Linked DNA regions of Macaca mulatta: region 2 is linked to region 1. The links are chromatin contacts, called in public Hi-C maps. All regions are on one chromosome and are shown on one strand. The core of a region is the stretch at or near the end of the contact, and the rest is flanking DNA. Distances in the headings are between cores, read along the strand shown.

Region 1 (4,397 bases), core at 454-2,953:
GACCGGGCCACTTCAAGGAAGCTAAGATAAAATCCAGTCATGCCCATAAATAGCTTTAGGGATAAACATCATCCTGATACACAGAACTGTGATGAGAATGTGGTGGGTTGGAGGAAGGGGGAAAGGTGCGTACTAAAGAGAATGCCCTGAAAATGTAGGAGAAGGAGCAGTTCATTTTCACTGGAAACTTCTTAGAAGCTGGCTGGCTGAAACAAGCCCATCCCTCTGTCATCATTTAGGGAACACCTGCTCTCTGTGGGCCTTCTATGGAGTACAGCACTGCCTCCATCACTCACATTAACACCAGTGTAAGTGGGGACTCCTAGAGTCCAACCATAGTAACCCTATGCAGGGCTAGGCTTTTTACCGGGTTCTGGGCATAAATGGATGAGTAATGTCCAATTTCTGTCCTGCAGGGGCTCACAACATAGTGAGAGTAAAAATGCATAAACGGTCAGGTTTTTTTTTTTTTTAAGTACTTTTAGAGAAACGAAGAGGTGCTTTTGTGGCATGGCAGAGCTAAGCACCCAGTTGCTGAATCTCCCTTGGCCGACAGAAGCTTCTTCTTTTCTGAGTCACAATTTGCTAAAGAACATATTGCTGCTCCCTTTTGGTGTTACGTTTGATTTTACATAACAGAAATGTTTTTTTTCTGATGACTTTGCTTTGTGTTTGTACTTAAGTGGTTGAGGAATACCCTCTAGGGCATCATAAAGATCTAAATTTAAATTCTGGCTCCTACCCCTTGGTTCTTTAGTTTCTTAATCCTCTCAAAACAGGAAAAACAAATACATCATTGATTTTTTTTAAATTTGTTGCTGTTGTGGGAAAGGGGATATTAATGAAGATGATATGTGTAGTTTCCATCATAGTGGCTACCGCCTAGTAGAAGCTCCGTAAGCAATGACCCTCTCTTGTCCCATCCCAAGTCCATAGCCTATCTGGACAGGCAGGCATGCACATGTGCTGCTATGTAAATGGTGCTGCTAATAATAAAACTAAACACTACTATCCACCCTCTTCTGGGTAACGGTTATGTCTTTCTTCTTCCATCGCAATCATAGCTGTTGATTTTACTGCTGCTGCCTTCTTTGCTAGGCATGACGTCTATTTATCTTTTCTGTCCTAGAGTCCTCTTCTTCCATCCCCCAGGAAACAACTTTCAGCAACCACGGTATTAGGAGGTGGTGAAAAAGTTTAACCTGCAGTTGGAGAGATGAGAAACTCATTATTCTTCAGCATCTTTTGTGATTCTAATTTTCTTTCAGATGCTCTTCCTCTCCCACCCCTCCCCCCAAATTATGTTGCATCTGGGTGTCTAAATCCTGCTCACAGCTGTGCCAGTGCCTTCTCCACTCTTCCCATCTGCCTGTTTGTTTTTCTTGGTTTTAGTTTGCAGTCTGCTATTTTGTATAAGCAAAATTATCCTTTCATGTCTTACCCATTTCGGCAGTTTCTTCTGGATATTGTAAACTGCAGCATCTGTGGTGCTTGTCTTCTAATTATATTTCCAGCCTCTTAATAGGAAGGGTGAACAGGCGTATGGAATAGCAATATGAAGCTTTCTGTATCTCTGACCTCCATGGAGGACTCCTCGCAGAATCTCCAAAGCTTTCTAGGGAGATTCATTGAGGCTGGCTTCCTAAGATAATGCACAAACTTCTGTTCGATAGAGATGACTAGAACACAGATTTAGACAGAGCTCCTGGGCACATTTTCCACATAAATGAGTCATCATGCCTATAAAAGAATGACTCTATAAGTAGTTACATATCTCCACTCTCTTGGTTCTACTAATGTTCACATTATTGCTTATTTTTAAACTAATTTGAACAGCTGAATTACAGTAAGAACAAAGACAGCAGGATTAAGAGTCAAGAGACCTAGGTTTGAGACCCAATGTCGATACTCAGTTGCTGGGGCTTTAAAGAGGGTCACTCAACCTTCTTTGCTTTAAATTTCCAAATCAGTTAAATTGGCAGCGGGACTAGATAATTCATAAGCAGAATGAGCAAACTGGACTTCATAAACCCATGGATCATTGTAGCAATACTGTATTAGGAGTTAGAAAAACCCAAATGAACTGAATACGCTCTGTCCCTGTCCTAAAGGAGCCCACAGTCTAATAATGGGAGAGAGAAATAAGGATACGAATGATCTTAGCACACAACGTGCAAGCATAAAAGCAGGAACAGTTCTCTGCATCGTTTATAGATTGATCTATTCCAGGGTCCAACAACTATTTTTTTTTGTAAATGGCAAAATAATACATATTTTAGGCTTTGCAGCCCATACGATCTCTGGTGCAACTACTCTGCCATGATAGTATGAAGGCAGCCACAGATAATAAGCAAACAAAGGAGTGTGGCTGTGTTCTAGTAAAAGGGTATTTATAAAAGCAGGTAGGAGGCTGGACTTGGCCCACAGGCTGCAGTTCATTCACCCCTGATCTATTCACAAAGAAATCTCATTGAGGTTTGCTCTGGGAGTGGCTGCTCTGTTCTCTTCTAAGGAAGACAAACTCCATACTATGACTGCAAGGCTCTGTAAGCTGCAGTTCCTACCTCTGCACCAGGGTCCCCTTTCCCCTCCTTCCTGCTCCAGGGTCCTCTTTAGCTTCTTGTCTCCTCACTGCCCGCATTGCAACGCCATGGAGCCTGCAGAGTTTCTCTTCAGCACAGCATACTCCTTCCTGCCTGGCATCAGGCTTCTCACACCATGCCCTTCGCTCCACACTGCCCTGCTTGGCCAAGGTACTGTCTATCATACTTCAGACAGCAACTCATACACCCCCACTCCCACCATTCCCAAACCAAGTCTACTTCTGTGAATCTATACCCTTCCAGCCCCCTATATATGTCTTTTCATAGTACTTATCACCGACGTAATTTCTTTCTTAATTTTGTAAACAGATCTTTAATTCTTTCTCTCTCTTAAAAAAGAGTCAGATTCATGTGAAGAGCACTCAGGTATGGCATGCTTTTTTATAGTTTCTATTTAGAATTTAAAACAGAGCGTAGGATAGAATAAACCATCAAGACCCTTGATATAGTTTGGATATTAGTCCCTGCCCAAATCTCATGTTGAATTGTAATCCTCAAAGCTGGAGGTGGGGCCTGGTGGGAGGTGTTTGGATCATGGGGGCGGATCGCTCATGAGTTCGTGCTGTCGTCCGGCGTGAGTTCTCCAGAGACCTGCTCATTTTAAAAGGACACACCTCCTCCACTTCCTGTCTCTCGCTTGCCTCTGTTTTCGCCGTGCGAAGGCGTAGCGCCCCCTTCACTTTCCGCCATGATTGAAAGCTTCCTGAGGCCACCTCCGAAGCCAAGCAGATGCTCCACCATGCTTCTGGTAAAGCCTGAAGACTCGTGAAATCGTGAGCCAATCAAATCTATTTTCTTTATACATTAACCAGTCTCAAGTATTTCCTTAGAGCAATGTAAGAACTGCCTAATACAACCCCCAAAATGTATTGCTGGCTGGATAGATTACGCCTGTAATCCCAGCACTTTGGGAGGCCGAGGCGGGTGGATCGCGAGGTCCGGAGATCGAGGCCATCCTGGCTAACACGATGAAACCCCGTCTCTACTAAAAATACAAAAAATTAGCCGGGCGCGATGGCGGCGCCTGTAGTCCCAGCTACTCCGGAGGCTGAGGCAGGAGAATGGCGGGAACCCGGGAGGCGGAGCTTGCGGTGAGCCGAGATCGCCCCACGGCACTCCAGCCTGGGCGACAGAGCGAGACTTCGTCTCAAAAAAAAAAAAAAAAAGAATTGTCCTTAGGAGCATGCAGTTATTATGTACTGTAACCCAATGAGAATATCAGGTGGCTGGAAATGTTCCATAGAGCAGGTGACAGTCTGAGGTGGGATTTGCAGGCAAATAGGAAGACAAGGAGATTATGTCAAATATCTTCATGTGGAAGATGGATTTCACTCATTTACACTTTTCTTCCTCATCGAATCTCAAAATATTTAATAGCATATTATTATTTTTGATTACATGTATGATTTTTATATTTATACATTTTTTTCTGTTTATATTATTTTATATTTAAACGTTTATTTCACAAGTTCTGATCAATCTTTAATTATTATTACCAGAGTGTGAGTTAAGTATACCGGTCCCTTTACATTGTTGAATTTTCTCACCCAACCGTAAATTCCTTCTTTATATCAGCTATGCTTTTCCATTAGTGCTGATTTTTATATATAGTCATATAACCACAACCAAAACTTCTGATTTTTGTCCAAAGATTTACTCTACACATTGACACTTACATGATTATACTAGATTTATTTATATTTAATTTTTAAAATTATATAAATATTATTCATTGTTAAGCATAGATAGATCCAATTTCAAGACTTACAGAATCCCCAAAAGTGAATATTCCTA
Region 2 (4,090 bases), core at 34-2,533, 210 kb after region 1:
GCCGGAGAGATGAGTCGCTGGCGAGTGCGGCTGCAGGCGCCTCGGTGCCACTGATTTTAAAAGGGAGCGAGAGGGGAGGGGACAGGAGAGGGACTGCGTGGAGAAAGAGTTAGAAGCCCCCAAATGGGCGCCGCCGGATACCTTGTCTGCTCCGAGCCCGGCTCCCGGGGGTCCTTGGTCGGCAGGCAACTCGGGTCCTTTTGTTACCCCAAAGCAGTCGGCGATGTGCAGAATCGCCGCACTTTTAGTTACTCTGTGTGTGTGTCCCCAGCGTGGATCTGGATGAGTACCCGGGCTGCTAGGGTGCTGAGCTGCAGCGCCAGGGCTCCCGACGCGACCCCCAGGCCGGCTTCCGAATCGCAGACGGGGCGGAGGAGCCCGCGGTAGTTTGTGCAGTCTTCGGGGCGCTCACGGCGGCGGCTCAGTCCCAACGCGTTAGAAGTCAAACAAAAAGAGAAAGGAAACAAGCACGGGTCTACCGGCTGGCGACGCACGGCAGCCAGAATCCGCGCTGCACCCCCTTTTTTTGGTGGAAAGGGTGGGGGGCGTGGAAGGGGGGGGTGCGAGAGAGGGCAGTTACCTACGTTTTAACTGTAGATGGCGTCTGAGGCTTTTCCAAGATCGCGAGCTCTCCAAAAATTAAACAAACAAACAAAAAAAAGAAAAATAGCAAGGGAGCATTTAACTTGGAGCGGTCAGCGCTGCCAACAAAAGATTGCAAAAGCCGGGCACAGAGTTGCGGCGCGGGCTGGGCGCAGGTACCGCGACAAAGCCCTGGGCTCGGCCCGCCGCGCGGAGGTCAGCACAGGCTCATGCTGTCGCCGCTCGCTTGCGCCCTGGGTCTTCCTCCGAATGCAGCCAGACGTGCAAGAGAGAATAAGCACAGATCGGCGGTCTCCGATTTCGCCGGCACGAGCTTGCGGGGGTCCTGCGGGCGCTGCAATGGGAGCTGCGTCCCCGGCCCTTCCAACGCGCAGCGTTCCTTTGCCCCTCTCCCGCTGGAGAACTGGATCTCGTCTTGGAATAATTTGCAACCACTCCGTCTCCCACTACCCCGAGCCCAAATTGCCCGGTGGGGTTTGTTTTGAAGAAAATTGACGGCTTGTCTCCTCCTTCTTTGATTTCTTGCTTGCCCCCCCCCAGAGAAAAGAGGGGACCGTGTATTTAAAAATTAAAGGGGACGGCCGACGGTGCCCGAGGCCAATCCCCGCGCTCAGCACGCCCGCATCCCCCGGCGAGGCGGTATTAATAGTTACTTACGTGGCCGGGGATCTCGGAGCGAGCGGGGCCGTGTGTGCGCGTGTGCGCGCGCGCGCCTCGCTCGCGCTCGGTCTCCCCATTCAATGTCACCGACACATTTCCACGGAGCCTCCGCCCCCCCGCCGCCCCCGCGACTGGCTCAGCCCAGAGCCGGCCCCGCCCCGCCCCCGCCCGGGCCCCCCTCATTGCGCCGGGCGCCCATCAATCAGCCCCGCCGCTGCCAGTCCTCGGGCGGCTCCCCGCGCCGCTGCCATTGCAGCTCGGTGCCGGGGGCGCCAGCACCGGCCTCGCAGCTCCCTCACCCGGCCGGGGAGGTAAACAAAGTGAAATATCCTTCCGCGGCCCGGGGCCCCGGGCGCAGCACGCTGGGTCTCGGCTGCGCGCCCCGCAACAGCAGCGGCTCCGAAGCCGTCCCCCCACAATCTGCTCCCGCAGCGCCGACTCCGTAGCTCGTTCATACTCCTGGCGCTTTTCCCCAGAAAGCCAGGCACGCTCTGAGCATTCGGCCCCCAGGCTAAGATGTGGCCCTGAACGAGGAGCTTTGTTTTGGAGGAATGTGCTTGCATCGGTATTGCTGCCTGGAGTTTCGAGAATTCGTTTCATGGTATCTCTCCGACATCCTCCTCTCCATTTAAAAGGAAATCCATTGCTTCCTTTTAGTTGGTGCCACCGCTTGCCCCCGACCCCACACCTTGGGCTTGTATTTCTAATATTTTCAGCAGAAGAGGAACTGAAGGCATCTTTTGACTCAGGTCAAATCCAATCACGAATTCTTCCCTTCCCAAGGCATTGATTGCCTGGAGGGCCTTGGAGGCCAAGCTAGACAAAACCTTGCACCCACACCTCCAGGGAGCGCTGTTGGGTCCCATCCAGGGTGCTGGGCATCCTGAGTCCTCTTGTGTTAGCCAGGTGAAGGCTGCAGTTCCTCCTCCCCCACCTCGCCACCACCACCCCCCTTCGCCACCCCCCGAATTATTCTTAACTTCCTTGGGAGATTCCAGTCCGCGGGCTTGGACAGGAACACAGGAGGAAAGGGGCTTGAACTCAGGCAGAGGCTTCAAACGCCAGCCTTGATCTAAGATATCCTGGTGAATGAGAAGCAATCTAGTAGAGGACAAACTTAAAAAAAAAAAAAAAATCTCAAGGAACTGAGAAAGGGGAGTTGGAACGACTCCTAGAGCCCTCTGAGCTTTTGCATGCGTGTAGTATATTTTCCACTGGAGGAGGGGACTACATTATTTATTGCCCACTGTAGGACACTTTCAGTAAAAGAAGGGAGCTATTTATAATTATGTCCACTTGGGACAACAGTCACTCTAACGATCAGGAGTCCTGGGAATGTGGCCAGAGATGGAAAGGCCACTGACTATCAAGCTGCCACCCGGCAGCACAGAGTTAAAAGGAAAGTTAAGAAGTGGCCCCCGTGCCTTTCAGCCCATCTCACTATCCTACTCTCCACAAACCTGCCTAGGATTCAATCCCAGATCCCAGGAGAATAGATTTATTTCCCTAGGCGATCACCAGGACCACTGGCGGAGCAGGGTCCCCTAATCCAGTCTTACCCCAGGAAGTCATGTGGCCTGTGTTAGGAACAGACTCTGTGCTTGTGTTAGGAAGCAACCTCTGCTGTTGAGTCAGAAAGAGAGGTGCCTAGCCTCCTCTATGCAGTGGCCAAGAGAGCTTTGTAATAATTAGGGGTTGGGAGACCTTTATGCTAGCCCTGGCTGGGCCTCTGATTTCAAATGGAAATTGGGTGAAGACATTGTTTTTTCTCCCTAGGTCCCTGTTTCTTCATCTGTAAGATGAGAAGCACAGTACCCGCCCTGCTCACCTCATGTGGTTGCTTTAGAATTATATTTTCAATTCCAGGAAATCTATGAAGGCTTACTATAAGCCGGGCTCTGTGCTGAGTGTTAGGGATCCAATATGAGTAAGATCTGGTCTCTGCCACCCCAGAGCGCAGGGTCTAGCCCCGCAGAAAGACTGGGAAACAAATAATTTCATTGTGTAACAATGTGGCAATTAGAATATCAAGGCCTCAAGGGAGTATGGAGGAGGGAATGACTTTTCCTGAACCTCAGGGAGTTTTCCCAGAAAATGTGATTTTTATTACCTTGAACTAATCCAGAGCAAATATTTATTGAAACCTACTATGTGCCAGACATTGGATATGAAGATACAGTGATTTAAAAAATATATTTCCTGTCTTCATGAACCTTGAAATAGCCCTATGAGTCATAAAATAAAATGAATAAGAGATTGTTGTTGGCATTTCAGGCAGAGGGAAGGAATGTGGAAAAGCAAAGGAGTGGGATGTTCTGAAATTTCTAGTAATGCACCATGTTCCAGCAGTGGCAGCTGGGAGCAGTAGCCAGGCATGTGGCTGGTAAAGTAGACTGATTGGGATTAGGTCAGGAAGGGGTTGATAGACACAGCTAGCAACAGTGGTCTTCCCAGTAGAGGAGATGGCAAAGCAAGGCTGACATTGGGAAGTGACATGGTTGGTTGTGGGATTTAGATCCTGCTGCAGATCACAGGGAGCGATACTACTAGGCTTCCAAGGAAAGAGAGAGCAGAAATAGTATAAACCTCTAGTGATGCTGTACATGATTAATAGTGAATTTATGACTTCTGATGAAATTACACAGTGGCCATTCTCCTGCCTGTCCTTGAAGGCCAAATTCATGGCTCAGTGCTATGTTTGTTGATTAAATTCATGGAGCTATTGCAGTGCAGGATAAATTAGATAATTTATACCGAGTGCCTTAAATATTTTTTATGTCTGTTAACTCAGTAATTCTTAGCAAATTGGAAAATAATAAAAATTTAA

What was found. Hi-C and Micro-C count contacts between places; a contact is called where the count stands out from the background.
Region 2: a contact with region 1 is called in a Hi-C map of blood, with 5 times the contacts expected there. The contact joins the promoter of TRIB2 here to the enhancer-like site in region 1. A contact is called at or near these places in 7 of 14 Hi-C or Micro-C datasets (CD4 T cells, blood, cortical neurons and 4 more).

What each region holds. Positions count from the first base shown.
Region 1 is chr13:111,920,653-111,925,049 of T2T-MMU8v2.0, forward strand. No RefSeq gene overlaps it. Among named protein-coding and RNA genes, the nearest start is that of TRIB2, 210 kb to the right of the region's middle. Within about 2 kb of position 1,704, at least 5 of the 40 cell types and tissues checked have an H3K27ac peak or open chromatin away from gene starts, as enhancers often do. A contact at or near this core is called in cortical neurons, where this site is marked.
Region 2 is chr13:112,130,475-112,134,564 of T2T-MMU8v2.0, forward strand. It overlaps TRIB2 (tribbles pseudokinase 2), which reads right to left and starts at 1,284. Exons shown (of 4, transcript XM_015111742.3): 1 at 142-1,284.